2 separate regions of the Sus scrofa genome follow, and region 2 is linked to region 1. The links are chromatin contacts, called in public Hi-C maps. All regions are on one chromosome and are shown on one strand. The core of a region is the stretch at or near the end of the contact, and the rest is flanking DNA. Distances in the headings are between cores, read along the strand shown. Region 1 holds the start of TMPRSS2 (transmembrane protease serine 2). Region 2 overlaps LOC102160207 (a long non-coding RNA gene).

Region 1 (7,570 bases), core at 2,535-5,034:
AGGGACCCGGCACCTCTCTGGCCCGCCTGTCACATGCAGTTGGCTCGGTGCGCCTGGCTCTGTGAGGTCCCCCAGGACCTCGGTTTGGGGGCTGCTCTTCTCTGCTCTCTCGCTTACGTTTCATCTTACTCACTTGGCCTCTGGGATGCCAGAAATTACCGGAACACTTTCTTTGTGCGCTCCAAAGCTAGATTTTTTTTTAAAAAAGGGATCAGACCCATGGGTTGCCCTAAAAAGTTTGTAATCTTGTTTAGACAATGAGGCATTCGTAGAAAAAGAAACTTGGACGATGCGGGCAGTACCTGTCCTGAGCTGGTGTCTCTCTCTCCGTCTGTCTCTGTCTGTCTCAGTGTCTCTCTTTCTCATTTTGGGGTCAGTTACCGTGGATGCCATTTCTCTTCTTATCTTCCATTTGTTTATGTCGCACTATTACTTAAATCCACCCCTGTTTGTTAACTTTCCTCTGAGAGTTCATTTTTCCCCAGCAAGGCACGGAGCATCTTTCCATGTAATGCCTAAGATGTAATTAGGTGTATGGGGTTTTATGCGGCGGCTGAGGCCCACAGGGATCCATGGATCGTGGCTCACTGGATGGGGAGTGTCCAGCATTGCTTGCTTTGGACTTTGAAGAAGGGTTACCGCATCTGAGGTCCAGGAACCTGGGGCTCCTTCCACCCATCCCACCTCATCCCACCACCTGTCTGCGCCTGGAAGGCACCTGACCAGGCCCAGGGCAGGAGCGTGAAGGGTGTGTTGGGGCAAGTCAGGGGAGCCTTCGTTATGGGGCGGCCCCTGACCCCTAGAAGGGGTGGGGGGTGGCATCTCTGAGTCTGACCTCACTTGCATTGGTTTGTTGGTTTTCAAAATAAGTCTTCAGCAGGTGCACGTGGAGGTCCAGAGGGGAGACTCTTCTTCTTGGGAAATAGCTTCATTAAATGGGATGCAGGTAGGAACAGTTTTCACACCTTGGGATGCAGGTAGGATTCCAGGGCTGGATCCCGAAGAGCAGCGGCCAGGCAGGTGACTCGGGGTGTGAGTCAGCCTCTGAAAGGAGAGCTCAGAGAGGCCTGAGATGGCCGTGTCCTGTCCTGTGACCATGGCGGGGCGGGACCTCGCCGGGAACAAAGAGGGGGCGGAGTTTGGGCACGTGTGTGGCTTGGCTCTTTGTCACTTCGAGGAAGAGCCCTTCCTCAAGGCTGGCTTTGTGGAACCAAGGGCCATCCTCCACGTCCTTTAACTGACAGGAAAGAACACTCGAGAAGCCGCATCGTGTCCCGCCAGCTAGGCTGTCTCGCTCCTTTCAGAAGCCAGTGGGAGAGGGTTGCTGTCTTGCCTGGGCCTGGAATTGCCTGTTTGAGATGAACCGCAGCAGGGAATGTGATCTCCTGGTCTCTCCAGTTGTCTCCCATCATCACATACACTCCCCGGGGAGACCTCTCTTTCTTTCTCTTTGGCCACAGAGAGCTGTAGGCAGCATACTCTTGTCTTCTCTCCCAAAGGCCATGGCAGCGGATCTGGGTGCACTTGGCATTCTGGCTCCAGGGTTCTGTGGGTCGTGGGAGCGCTGGTGAGATAGGATCGTGTGGTGGTTACGTCTGGGTCCCGGGCTTTTCCAGGCCAATCCCCGGCCACGCGGCCCCCCGCACCCCTGGCTTCCTGGTCTCTCGCTGTTCGGGGTCCCGAATGAGTAGGAAGCATGGGTTTCGGGCGTTGATGCCTCACTCCTTTCAGACGGCTCGTAAACCGGGAAAGCCGCCAGTGGGATCGAATGTTCATTTCCTGAAACTTCAACCAAACCTCTAACTGGGGAGATGGCGCGAAGCCACAGAGGGCAGAGAAACCAGAGAGACGAGACTGTTCCCTGGGGCAGGAGTCCCCTGAGACTAATCTGAAGAAGGCACAGAGCTTTTCCTGCCGAGACCAGAGGATTTTATGCTGCTGTCAGGTCCGGATCCCTCTCTCTTTACAGAGCAGCGGTAGGAAAGGTTATTAAATTGCGATAATCACACCCACTCAAAGGCTTAAATGTTGTGTGCTTTCAGAACGCCGCTCCCTTGCTGCTGTGTGCTGTCAGTTTTCTTCCCTCGTACCCGGAAAGGGGTTGACTCTGTTTTTTTTTTTTTAATCTTAAGAAAAAATCTCAAAGCTATCAGTACAAACTGGTTCTTTTATTTTATCTCTTTACATGAAGGGTAAATACACATTGGGTGTGTTTTTCTTGTGACCTGTTCCACGAGGTTTCCCAAGATTAAGCAGCCATACTTGTGTTTACAGCAAATTCGTGTTTGCGTTTTTTTTTTTTAAGTGTAATGCATCAAATAATAATTTTGCTTGGTGGTCAGAGAGGCGGCGCCAGGAGGGAGCTGGCTGTGCGGCATTTGGCCCCATTGGGTTTTCAGAGCTGGTGGATTTCGTGTTAGTCTCTTGAGGACACTTTTCTGATACACATCTGCAAATGCTGCCAATCGGGCCCATCCTGCTTCTGGGGGCTGTTCACCATTTATCAGCTTTATGATCACTTAAAAAATTCTTTCGTCTTGGGGTATAGTTGATTGACAATGTATTAGATTCAGGTGCACAGCCCAGTGAATCAGTTTCACGTTTACACACACATACCCATTCTTTTCTCCCTTGTAGGTTATTACAGAACCTTGGGTAGCCATCCCTGTGCTGTACAGTAGGGCCTTGTTCGTATCTATTTTATATATATGACCATTTTATTAACAAAAACGTATGCAGCGCTTCCTGCGTGCCAGGCACTAAGAACCTCACCATTGCCTCGTTTCAGTCCCCCAGCAGCTCTGTAGCGGGTGGTACTGTTACTCCTTTCCCTGCATCCTTCCCTTGCAGACAAGAAAACCAGGGCCTGGACATGGGAACCGATTTGCCCCTGGTCACAGCTAGAGCGTGACTGAGCTGGGGCTTGCACCCACGGTCGCGTCGCAGAGGTCATGGGCTTAGCAGCTGTGCTGTGCTGCCTGCTGTGTTCGAGCCCCTGCCTCGTGCCAGGCACTGAACAGATGAAAGCTGTTCCGTCCTGATCTGGTCAGGTCGCAGCCCAGATGGGTCCAGATCGAAGCTTTCGTCTGGGGACACCAGCCTTCGCATGGATGCGTGTAAAGGCCGTTTCTCGAAGCATTGTGTGGTTATCTCAAGGCAGCCAGGAGCAGTGGAAAAAGCCCTCGTTTGCTCAGGATGGGGAGAGTCATGTAGAATCAACTTTTCACGTGGCCAGTCTTTCTAGATGTTACGGTTAACTGTGCACACGTGTCAGAAAACAAGGCGACCCAGAGCTTCCGCGTCATTACTTTAGAAACCCCAGCGAGGTGGTGAATTTCTTTCTCTCCTGGATCTGAGGGAGCGAGCGGCATGGCTGGGGGGTAAGCATGTGGTTTAAGGAATTTTTAACTTATGTGTTTGTGAAGATGGGGGCGGTTCCATGTGGCTTATTTGGAAAGTCCGGTGTGGCTGCCTTCGGGTACTAAGCTCTAGGGCACCTGCTCCACCAGGGAGAGGTGGGGTGGGCTGCTGCCCAAGGAGTCTCACCGCACACACACTCCCGCACCTGCCACCGGGCCCGTGAGGTGTCTGCCTGTGTCTGGCGTTAAATCCTCTCCTGAACAAGCCCATGTGATGCCTGCATCTGCTGCTGCACGAGACTCGGCGAGGCCACTTGTCTGGTGACAGCTCAGGACATGGCATTGCCAGGAGCTGACCCCAGGCTTTGCCCTCCTTCCTCGGGGTCCCTGTGCCCGTTTCTCTTTGCGTTTGGTGAAGATGACGTTGGGAAAGTCTGGTCCTCCTGGTGGGTGCTGGGTGGGTGCGGGAAGCCCTGAACTCAAGCTGCAGGCAAGCGGGGCCCAGGCTCCTTTGGGACTAGCGGCTGCAGGAAAAGACGCTGCAGCGAAGGCTAAGGGGCACGGGCAGAGCCGCCCTGGTTCCCGAGAAAAGTGGCCCTCACCCAGAGAGCCTTCTGGTTCTTTCTTGATTCATCTTCTGCCAGCTCACCGGTATGGAAATTTTACAGTCTTGTCATTCTTTCTTTTAGGTCAACTTGAAAGTTCCAAATACTTACCTGTACCTGATGCTGCTGATAAAATCAGGATGGCTTTAAACTCAGTAGGTGGTTAATTATTACCTCCCTGGCCTTTCCTCTGTCCCCTGTGCCTTCTGTTAGTTCCAGCGGTACCTGTTGGTCAGCATTTTAGGAGCCACCATGGGGAACGCATGTGTCCTGTGGGTGCTGCGAAGGTGTTCCTGGGGTTAGGGGTGAGCAGGAGCGGGGCGGAGGGAGCCCCATGACAGGTGCACGGCTGGGAGTCTCGGAGCGGTGGGTGGTGTGGGTGATGGGCTTCTTCCCTGGGCTGCTTCTCTTCCTGCTCCAAGTGGGGGTGGGGCAGGGGACAGGAGCGGGTGCGGTGACAGATAGAGGCAGGATGGTGGTACAAGGGAGTGAGACCTGGGGGGAAGGAGGGCGGGATGGACCACCAGCTGGCAGAGCACAGCGGGGCCTCGCTTCCTGGTAGGCTGGGAAAGGTGGTGACAGAATGGGACACTGGGTCTATCCCTGAACTGCCCCCCACCCCCACCCCCCGCCTCACACGCAGACAAATGTCTTTATTCCCCCTGGCACCTTACCGATCGTCTTATACCTGGGAATAAGTGCCTTTAGCAAAGAACTGTAGTTCATAACAAAAATTTCCTCTCTCCTCTTTCTGGAAAATAGACCTTGGCACCCCCGCCCCCACCCCTTTATTGGGTAGTACTTATTTTCACTCAATCTTCTTAAAATTTCAGGGAGTTCCATGGTGGCTCAGCAGGTTGAGACTCTGACTGGTATCTATGAGGATGTGGGTTCGATCCCAGGCCTCGCGCAGTGGGTTATGGATCTGGCGTTGCCATGAGCTATAGCGTAGGTTGCAGATGAGGCTTGAAGCTGGCGTTGCTGTGGCTGTGGTGTAGGCTGTAGCTCTGAATCGACCCCTGGCCTGGGACCTTCCATAGGCTGCGGGTGCGGCCCTAAAAAAGACAAAAGTAAAAAAATAAAATAAAATTTCAAGTCTCCGGAACAGGAATTCACAGGGACAAACTGGCGCTCTTGCCCCAGCTCTCCTGGGGAGGACAGCCTGTTCCTAGATGCTGCAGATACAGGCCAGAGGCCGGCCGTGCCTCTTTTTTTTTTGCCTCTGGTTCCCCATTTAGATTAGAGATTACATGTTGTTTTTTCCTTCTGTGACCGGTCTGGTTTAGAGTGTAATCTTTGGACTTTTGAAAGAGCCGTTGGTTGGTGAGTTATTAAAACTCGCCCTGGGCTCATTGCTTTCTAATCGCGCTGCCCTGGGGGCCCCGCTGAAAATTCGGAGCACCGAATTGCTTCTGCTCAGGATGCTGGTCCTCCCTGGGCTCTCCTCAACCCAGAGCAGCGGAGAAATGACTCAGTGGGAACACATTTGCCCGGAGGATGCACAGATAAGAGGGCAAAGCAGCGCAAGGTCGCAGGCTGCTGGGGCCTGGGGGGAGGGGGGCTGGGGGGGCCGTGGTGTCAGAAGGTGGGCTCCTGAGGGCCAGGCCCCAGCGGGCAATTCTTAAGTAGGCAGAGGGGGAGGGGAAGGCATTCTAAGACAGAAACCAGCCGAAGGAAGGATGGAGCTGAGAGCGAGATGCTGTGGCAGGGTGCTCCTTCCACCTTTGGGTGTGTGTTAACGCTGTGCCCCAGAAATTCCATTCGCTGGGACAGGCTGCAGAAGGCACACGCTGAGCACTAAGGCCCGTGCTGGACAAAGCTGCTCATGGCAGCACATCTGCCAGCGGCTCCCTCAGTGGCAGATCCTTTAGGTCGATTTTGGGTTTTTTTTGCTTTTTTTAGGGCTGCACCTATGGCATATGGAGGTTCCCAGGCTAAGGGTCAAACCAGAGCTAAGCTGCTGGCCTGCGCCACAGCCACAGCAATGCAGGATCTAAACCGCGTCCTTGACCTACACCACACAGCTCATGGCAATGCCGGATCCTTAACCCATTGAGTGAGGCCTCGGGGATCGAACCTGCATCCTCGTGGATGCTGGTTAGAATCGTTAATCACTGAACCACCAAGGGAACGCCTTGATCTCTTCATCTTTGTCCCTTATGTTCCTGTCTGCAAAATGGGTCTATCGGTCATAGCTGGAGCATCTTAGGGGTGAGGGTCAGGCCTCAGAGAGGGCAGGGGTACAGACCCTCTTGCAGAGGAGTTCACCAATGTCAGGCGTTATTTTTTCTCCTTGTAATTCTGGTACCCTTGTTCCTTACTCCAAGCCCATTCTCAGGGGATGGGGATTGGCTCATTCCCAGACTTCTTTTTCCTTTTTTTTTTTCTTTTTAGGGCCGTACCCACAGCATACGGAGGTTCCCAGGCTAGGGGTCCAATCAGAACTGCAGCTGCCAGCCTACACCACAGCCACAGCAACACGGAATCCGAGCCACGTCTGTGACCTACACCACAGCTCACGGCAACGCCGGATTCTTAACCCCCTGAGTGAGGCCAGGGATCAAACCTGTGTCCTCATGGATACCAGTTGGGTTCATTACTGCTGAGCCACTACGGGAACTCCTCTTTAGTTTGTTTCTAAATCTAAGTATTGGCTATTTTCTCTATTTCAAAAAATGAATAGTAGGAGTTCCTGCTGTGGTGCAAAGCCATCCGCAGTGTCTCTGGAATGCTGGCTGCAGGTTTGATTCCCCAGCCGGCACAGTGGGTGAAGGACCCAGTGTTGCCACTGCTGTGGCCTAGGTCACAGCTGTGGCTGGGATTCCATCCCTGGCCCAGGAACTCCATAGGCTGTAGGGTGACCAAAAAAGAGAAAAAAGAAGAAGAGTAAAGAAACAAACCAAAGAAAAACAATTGCCAGTTAATCGGAAATGCTGGTTAGTATTTCTTCCAGGTGAGTTTTGTATTGGACGTAATTAAGGAGACTCTAAAGGAGCCTACAGCTCGATGCTGTTCCAGTATCTCGCCCGAGGGTGATGGGGCATTTAGTCTTTAGGGTAAGTTGACTTTGTGTCATTCGTCTCTTTCTTTCCTTGTTTAGGGATCGCGGCCAGGTGTCGGGCCTTACTATGAAAACCACGGATACCAACCTGAAAGTGTCTACCCCCCGCAGCCCCCCGGGGCCCACAGGCCCTATGGGGCGTATCCGGCTCAGTACCACCCGCCCTCGGTCCCCCAGTATGCCCCGAGGGTGCAGACGCACGCTTCCACACCCGCCGTCGTCGTCAGCAGGCAGCCCAAACCCCGATCCAGGACGATGTGCTCTTCAAGTAGGACCTTTTTGTGTTTCTCTCTCTAACCCGAGTTCCGGGTCTGCCTTCGCTCTTGAGCTCTGGTGCCGGCTCGCCTCTGTCTGCTGGGGATGTCCTGTCCCTGCCTGCCTCTCCCTCCGCAGCTCTGTGTCCAAGCTGGGGGCCCTGGGGCTCGCCTGCAGCCCAGAGCCTTTGGGGACCACTCGGCTGCCAAGACCCTCATCTTCCATTCATGCTTCTGGACCAGCTTGGCCTGGACCAGCTCCCCGCACCCCCCACCCCCACCCCATGGTGA
Region 2 (7,570 bases), core at 2,895-5,394, 71 kb before region 1:
TGATATGAATTATCTAAAAAACTCAAGCAAAATGAAGATGCCTAAATTATATCCTTTTGGGGCTCAAAAGCAAAAGAAGAGCCCTGTGCCTCAAAGCCAAATGCATGTCTTTATTTCCAATCGAAAGAACGGTCTCAGCGGAACAAGCGCTGAGCCCCTTATGCAAAGCCCCATGCCTGGAGCCAGACAGCCAAGGTAACAGCCTGGCGCTGAATTCCCAGGGGCGCAGCGGACCTGGCTCAGGGTGGGGGCGTGGGCGTGGCTTCCGTCCTTGGAGGGGTGTGCGCCCAGCTTCTCCCTCTCCCTCTCCCGCCCCCAAAGTCCTAAGAGCAGGAGGTGTGTCGGCTGGAATAACAGAGACAAGAATTCCATTGAGGACAAGTACAAGGAGGGGGGTGATGAGCCCTCCCACGTCGGAATTTGGGAGGCCAGGGTGGGGGCCTCGCGTTTCTCTGGGCAGCCAGCCCGCTAGGAAGCCGGGACCAGCTCTTCCTGAAGGAGGCGGTGGGCGCCTCACCACCTGGCCAGGGACCTGTGTTCCGCGGTGCGGTCATTTCCGGGAATGCAGCCAGGTGGGCGTGGCCTCAGGCCCCAGGTGGGTGTGGCCCGATGCCCGGGTGGGTGTGGCCTGAGGCCCAGGTGGGTGTGGCCCCAGGCCCGGGTGGGTGTGGCCCCAGGCCGAGCGTTTGCAGAGCCAGGGCCATGAGGACAGATGCACTCAAAGCCAAGAAACCAGGGTCAAAGGCTTCATGGGACTGCCCCCTCGCACCCGGAGCCTTCTGGATCCCAAGCAGGGCCTTCGTCCCCATGTGGCTGCTACCTGAATTGACCCAGCAGACATGGGACAAGACTCATTCACCTGGAATGTAAATATTTGGGTTCAGGTGCTGAATTGATACCAACGCCAGGGATACTTGTGTGTTCTCCTAAAGCAGCTCTGTTTATGTGAAAATACCTCCCGCCCCCACCTCCAACAATACAGGATTATCTTACCAGAGTCAGGAAAGTTTTCTTTCTTTTTTTTTTTTTTTTTTTTGGTCTTTTTACAGCCACACTTGAGGCATATGGAGGTTCCCAGGCTAAGGGTCAAATTGGAGCTGCAGCTGCCAGCCTACACCGCAGCCACAGCCATGTGGGATCCAAGCCACATCTCTGACCTACACCACAGCTGATGGCAACGCCGGATCCTGAACCCACTGAGCAAAGCCAGGGATCGAACCTATATCCTCATGGACCCCATGGCAGGTTCTTAACCCACTGAGCCACAACGGGAACTCCAGAAGGTTTTCCAGGGAAGTATCTCTCTGCCCTTTCTGCCTCCATCTCCTGGCAAACTTGGCAGCCTCAACCAGGCACAGAGAAAGACAGATCAGGAAGGAACCCTAATTTCTTTTGTAGAAACAAAAGAAAATCAAACAAAAACTGAGGTTCAGAGAAGCACAGTTTTACTGTCATCATGTGGGGCTCTGGGGACAGGCAGAACCTGGCCACACACAATGAAGTAGGGGACCTTGTCCGGGTGGCCTGTCACTGGTTGTCTCCTGTGTCTTTAATTGGCAACAGCACACCTGTGACTGGCCGAAATGCCCTCCTGACCTCAGTCCAGGCCCATTCTGATCTCATTACAAGCCTCGGTATAAACACAAATCCATCCTAGGAGCATTTCTCTGCAAATAACAGACTCGACTAACCCAGGTTTAATACTGCACTTGTCTCACGTTATAAGGAGTCACCAGAGGGCCCACATTTGGGCGGTGGCCCAGCAGTGCCCCCAGGGACCCTTGTTCTTTCCATCTCTCTGCTCTTGACATTGGCTTTCATTCCCAGACCACCACCTCATGATTCTAAGGTGGCTGCTGCAGCTCCAGGCATTGCTTCTGCGGTTCAGTGGGAGAAGCAAAGGTGGTTCCTGTTTCAGGGAAGTATAAGATTTCTAAGAAGCCCCAAACAATTTCTACTGGTGTCTCATGTGCCAGACGTGTCACGGGCCCACCATTAGCTTCAAGTGCGTCTGAAGAGGTGAGGACTCTTTGCTGGGCCTGGTACTTGCTTGGACATAATTAGGTCCTGTTAGTTAGAACGTGGGAAATGGACCTTGGATTGGCAACGAATGGTGTCTGCCCAGTGGGTAAGTGAGGAAACCCGAGTCTCTGCCCGGGGGTGAGGTCTGTGTTTTAAGAAGCAGTAAATTCACGTGGGGAGGGGCTGGCAGGCACCCGCAGGCCCTGTTCTCTTTGTGGTTTGCCAAGGGTCTTACTGCTAGAATCTCCCACTTTCCGGGAATGTTAAGACAATTGTAGCCTTAGAGAATTGAGAATGTCCGACCCTGGGGTGTTTGGGCAAAATGAGATTCTGTCCAGACAGACTGAAAAATTGCTGGGAACCAAGAGATACAGGACAGTGTGCATGACATGAAGAGAAGAGATGGGGTGTCTTTGGAGTGGGAGGGGCCTTGATGGAGAAGAGGGTCTCAGGGCGGATCGCGACCCCCTGGGGCCCCCCACTTGGTATTCACTGTTCCTAATCCGCTTCATGCAGCTTCTCGCTGTTTTCAGGTGGGTGCTCTGGTTTCACCACCATCCGTGGAGAAGCCACACCGCTCCCAGCATCAGCATTCTGGACCCAGCTTCTCTGACCCACTTCTACCCATGACGTGTCAACCAGAGCCCCGGATTGCTGAAAACTTACAACAAAGAAATGGCAAATATTGACACAGCCCTGGTGACTCACGGGCACTGCCCTGGGAGCTCACACAGGCCACAGGGGTGTCACAGTTCCCACACTCCCCTGGCCCCTCACCCTGGACCAAGAGGAAAAGCAAGGCTTTCACTGATCTCAGCAGCCCCCCCCACCCTAGTCCCCAGTCCACACCCGCACGTGTTCCCCAGGCAGGTCCTGCGTGTGGCCAGAGCCCCACGGGAAACTGTTGTCTGTTTCCGCTGGTGGGTGGTCCCTTTTGCAGGCTCTCCTGCCAGATGCTCCTCGAACTCCTGCTCCTGAGGGGACGAGGGCCCTCAGCCACAGAGCCCAGGGCACACCCAGGGCACAACCCGGCAGCTTCTGTGTGGCCGGGAGACGGGGCTTCCTCTGCTTGGCACACAGGAGAGGCACTCACTGCTTGAACATGCCTGGGATACGGGCTCCCTGTCCCAGCATTGTTGGCGGGATGACAGGCCCCGAGCTCAGAATCTGGGGACAGTGGAGGACCCAGGTCGAGCAAACAGAACCTGAAACATGAGCTGGTGACAGGGACAGAACACCCTGGAAGAAGGACCCACGGTTCTTCTGGGTCTGAATCTAACCATCCCGGGCTCAGCTCTGGGCCTCTGTGGGGTGGGGGCTGGGAGGGGGCCCGTTGATGACTTGGCAGCATCTTTGGGTGGTGGCCCAGGATCTCTGCACCCAAATGAGCCTGTCGCCGACTCCTGCTCAGGTGCTCCTGCGGTGAGCACCCCTGGGCCCAGGCGCCCAGCCCCTCCCGCTTCTGACACCTCAAAGCCCACCCCCTGCGCCCCGCCCCCCGCCCCCGGGGTTGCTGGCTCTGAGCCTCACTGTCCTGCCTCCATGTCCTCATCTCTGGCTTCTGGCCCCTCCCTCCTCTGTGTGGATCCAAACCTGCCCCACTTCCTGGGAAGTACGGGTCCCTTGGGAACGGCCGGGAACACACCTCCGACCTAGAAAGACTTCAGGACCGTGGAGGTGCTGCTCTTGGCTGGGGAATTGGTTGTTATGGGGGTGGAGGGGGACACAGCATCCTTGTGTTCCTCACCGACAGACGGGTGACTCTCTGGGGTGAGCCCGGAGGTCCAGCCACAGCCCCAGTGGCCCTCTGGGGGGCTGTGAGCCCTGGGGTCCAGCCACAGCCCAGCTTCCTGCTACCTGTGCGCCCTTCCTGGGCTCTGCTTTTATCTTCGAAAGCTGTGGGGTTCCGTAAGCCTTTAAACCCTCGGAACAAGATCAATGGGCAGTCAACAGAGGCAGAGCTTTGTGGCCTGCCCGGGGAAGTCATGGGCGGGTGTCCCACAGCCTCGTCCCTGCCCTGAAAGTACACACGGGGCTGCTGGATCTCAGGCAGCCTGCCCAGTGCAGCTCTGCGTTTGGGTGGTTTGGCTCCTTGTGCTCCTCCTCCAGCAGAGCGCCCTCTCTGGTCACCATCGTAAATGCAGAGAAAGAGAGACAGAGACAGAGACAGAGAGACAGACAGAGAGAGACAGGCAGAGACAGAGACACAGAGACGGGGTGGGGGTGTTCTTCCATGGACCGGGCACCACTCCAGCCTGGCTGGTCGGCCTCTTTCGCAGCTGCTGCCTCTCCTTCTGTCATCCTGCCTAGCTAGCACCCTCCAGCCTCAGGTGGGTGGGGTGGGGTGGGAGGTGCTGTTCCCTGATGATTCCAGATGAGGGACTGGAGGTGCCTAGCGGGGCAGGACGTCAGCTCCCTGACTCCCTAAGCTTCGCTATCCGAGATGGATCCGGGCTGTATCCCAAGTGGGCTGGGCGGTGCCGGGCACGGGGACAGCTCCTCCCTCCAACGTCAGAGGCTTGGGCAGCTCCTCTTACAGTGAGACATGGGGTTTGGCTTTGATCTAAAGTCCTCGTGAGCTGTAATGCAATGCCCGCCTCTCGGAAGGGCCTGGGTTAGCACCGGCCACAGGGTGTGGAGGAAGCTGACCGGTCCCCGGGGCAACGTCCAGCCAGAGACTCCCTGACTCATCGTGGGAGGCAGAGTGCGTTTGCACGGTCGGCTCCCTCCCCCCCACGTCTGGTCTCTCCCAGGGGTGTTGAGTCTGGTTGCACCTGGATGACTCATTGGGAAGGGAGGGGACCAGGGCTTCCATGCAGTGGGGAGCCGGGGCGCAGTCAGGAGCCCACTGCCCAGATAAAGAAACGGAGGCTGGCCTCCTCCCTGCCTTTCCTCCTGCCTGGGAGGGTCCCTCCTCTCCATCCCTCTCCCACCTGCCGCCCTCTGCCTGGCCCTGAAAGACGACTCCCCGTCACCCCAACTCCTCTTCTTCCAGGCACTAGTCTCTGTTACCCGTGTCTAGGATGTGGAGGTGCTGCTTTTGGTCAGGGTTCCCAAAGCCCAGACGGCCCGTGGGTCTGCCCTGAGGAATCTGGAACCCCCGGCACTCATGGGGACAAACCTAACAACCCCTAAGTTGTTGGGATGGCTCGCAGCTGGTGGTTAGAGTAGGACAAAGCCGCCTAGGACCTGACGCAGGACAGTCAAAAATCCTTGACCTACCCGCCCCCCAAAATCTGATCACCACGTAAGTTGAGTTTCCTGAACGAATCGCCCTGACAGCAGAAATCATGACCCAGCACAGTATCCGGAACTTCAGGCAAAAGGAGCAGGGAGCCGCCGGCTCTCGCAGTCACATCCCCGCAACCCACACCCACTGCTTCTGCTTCCTCTAGAGGGACCAGCCGACCGTGAACAGGCCAACATTGGCCTCTGTTCATCCATCCTGCAAACCATGCATCAGGCCTCGTTCCTGGATGACAGACCGGCAGCGAATGTGGGGCACAAAGTCCCTGCCAGTGTCCAGCCACCATTCCAGGGGGCCTCAGAAGAGCAGATGTGTCTTAGCATCTTTTTTTTTTTTTTTTTTTTTTTTTTTAAGAAATAAGTGACTCCTTACAGTATGAAATAAAGGAATTGTTAAATTTCTGAGTACTAAGAGTTCCTGTTGTGGCGCAGCGGAAACGAATCCTACTAGGAACCATGAGGGTGTGGGTTCGATCCCTGGCCTCACTCAGTGGGTTAAGGATCCGAAGTTGCCATGAGCTGTGGTGTAGGTCGTAGACACGGCTCGGATCTGGCATTGCTGTGGCTCTGGTGTAGGCCGGCGGCTACAGCTCTGATTGGACCCCTAGCCTGGGAACCTCCATATGCTGCAGGTGCAGCCCTAAAAAGACAAAAATAAATAAATAAATAAATAAATAAAAATTTTGAGTACTACAGTAACATAAGCTATTAAAACATATATACTGATGTACTGTAGACTTTTTTCTAAAGGAAAGGAAACTGCAAACAGTACATTTACCAGTTTCATCAGGAAATTTAGATAAGCATGGGAACGGCAGGGGTCCGTCTGCCCGTCCCCAAGGAGAACCTGTGCTGATGGGATGGCGCTGGTCTCATTTCTCTCCCTCTTTTCCAGGCAACCTTCGTTCTCTGTGTAGGAGGTGAATGCACGGGGGTGGGCACTCCCGCATTGCCCATGGTCCTAGGAGACCCCCCCCCCCAGGGCTGCTGAGTTCTGCCTGGCCTTTGGGGGTTTCTGTGTCTGCTAAAAAGTCCGAATCTCCAGGCTGGGCCTGAGTCTCTCCGAGGCCCCCGTCTGCTCCTGGGCATCACAGCAGACACTGTGGATCCAGAATGGGGCTCCATGTCCCCCCAAACCTCTTTCTCTTTCTTGTCATTGTAGTGAATGAAGCGCCACCTGCTCCAGGTGGAATCTCCGCGCGCCCTGGGCTGCTTCCTGTCCCCTCCCGCCCACAGCCGGTCACCCCAGCCTCCCTCAACCCCGGCCCAGATCCAAGCTGCCCTCTCCTCTTCCCAGACCATCCCAGTGAATTTCCCATCACCCCCTTCACCCGGTACACCTGACGCTTCCCGGCCAGTTCCTCCGCGGCGGTGGCTGAGGTCTTACAACATACGGTGCAGCCGGATCCCGGCGTGACATCCAGGGGGGTCGGAATAATGTGCAAACTCCAAAACGGAACCTCCCTGCTCCTTCTGTGAAGTCCGTCTTCGCAAGAGGTGGTCTTCAGAGAAAGCCAGGGAGACGAGGATCAGTAAAAGGCCAAAAGGAAAACGCTGTTTAACCCTTTAGGACCTCGGCGCAACGATGCACCACCCCGCAGCATGCGGAAAGGTTGCTTCAAGCACCTCCTTCTCCTTCTCAGCAGCGGACCCAAAGGCTCCCGCCCGACCCCTCACCTTCGCCCAGCCTCAACCCTGCTCCGGCTGCGACCAGCCCTGGCCTTTCTCTGAGCCCCTTCACACGCTCCACGCCGCGGATTCCAGAAACCAAGCAATGGGCCATGCCCTTAGCCAGAGTCCTTGGCAAAGGGTCACGTGGACCTTTCTCACCTTCTCCTGAGGGACTGCGAGCTCCAACCACGCCGCCTTCCTGCTTGGTTAGATGCTGCTTTGGTTCAAGCTCCAAAGCCCCATGCCCTCAAAGGGAATCCCAGCTTCCCATCTCTCACAGCCCTCCAGCCTCTGGCTTTTAAAATGAAACCTTGTAGGAGTTCCCATTGTGGCTCAGTGGTTAACGAATCAACTGGGAACCGTGAGGTTGCGGGTTCGATCCCTACCCTTGCTCACTGGTTAACGATCCTGCGTTGCCGTGAGCTGTGGTGTAGGTTGCAGACGCGGCTCAGATCCTGCATTGCTGTGGCTCTGGTGTAGACTGCTGGCTACAGCTCCGATTCAACCCCTAGCCTGGGAACCTCCATATGCCACAGGAGGGGCCCAAGAAATGGCAAAAAGACAAAAAAAAAAAAATGAAAGCTTGTAGCACTGGGAACTCTGTCTAGTCAGTTGTGATGGAACTCGAAAT

The links. Hi-C and Micro-C count contacts between places; a contact is called where the count stands out from the background.
Region 2: a Hi-C map of liver shows a contact between it and region 1, with 5 times the contacts expected there. The contact joins the enhancer-like site here to the promoter of TMPRSS2 in region 1. A contact is called at or near these places in 1 of 5 promoter capture datasets (liver) and 5 of 47 Hi-C or Micro-C datasets (epiblast stem cells, liver and skeletal muscle).

Annotation. Positions count from the first base shown.
Region 1 is chr13:204,901,625-204,909,194 of Sscrofa11.1, reverse strand. It overlaps TMPRSS2 (transmembrane protease serine 2), which reads left to right and starts at 3,784. Exons shown (of 15, transcript XM_021071009.1): 1 at 3,784-3,805; 2 at 4,049-4,119; 3 at 7,065-7,293. The coding sequence starts at 4,105.
Region 2 is chr13:204,973,450-204,981,019 of Sscrofa11.1, reverse strand. LOC102160207 (a long non-coding RNA gene) reads right to left here. Exons shown (of 4, transcript XR_002338084.1): 3 at 6,656-6,770; 4 at 5,991-6,177. Among named protein-coding and RNA genes, the nearest start is that of TMPRSS2, 72 kb to the right of the region's middle. Within about 2 kb of position 4,144, at least 34 of the 83 cell types and tissues checked have an H3K27ac peak or open chromatin away from gene starts, as enhancers often do. A contact at or near this core is called in liver, where this site is marked.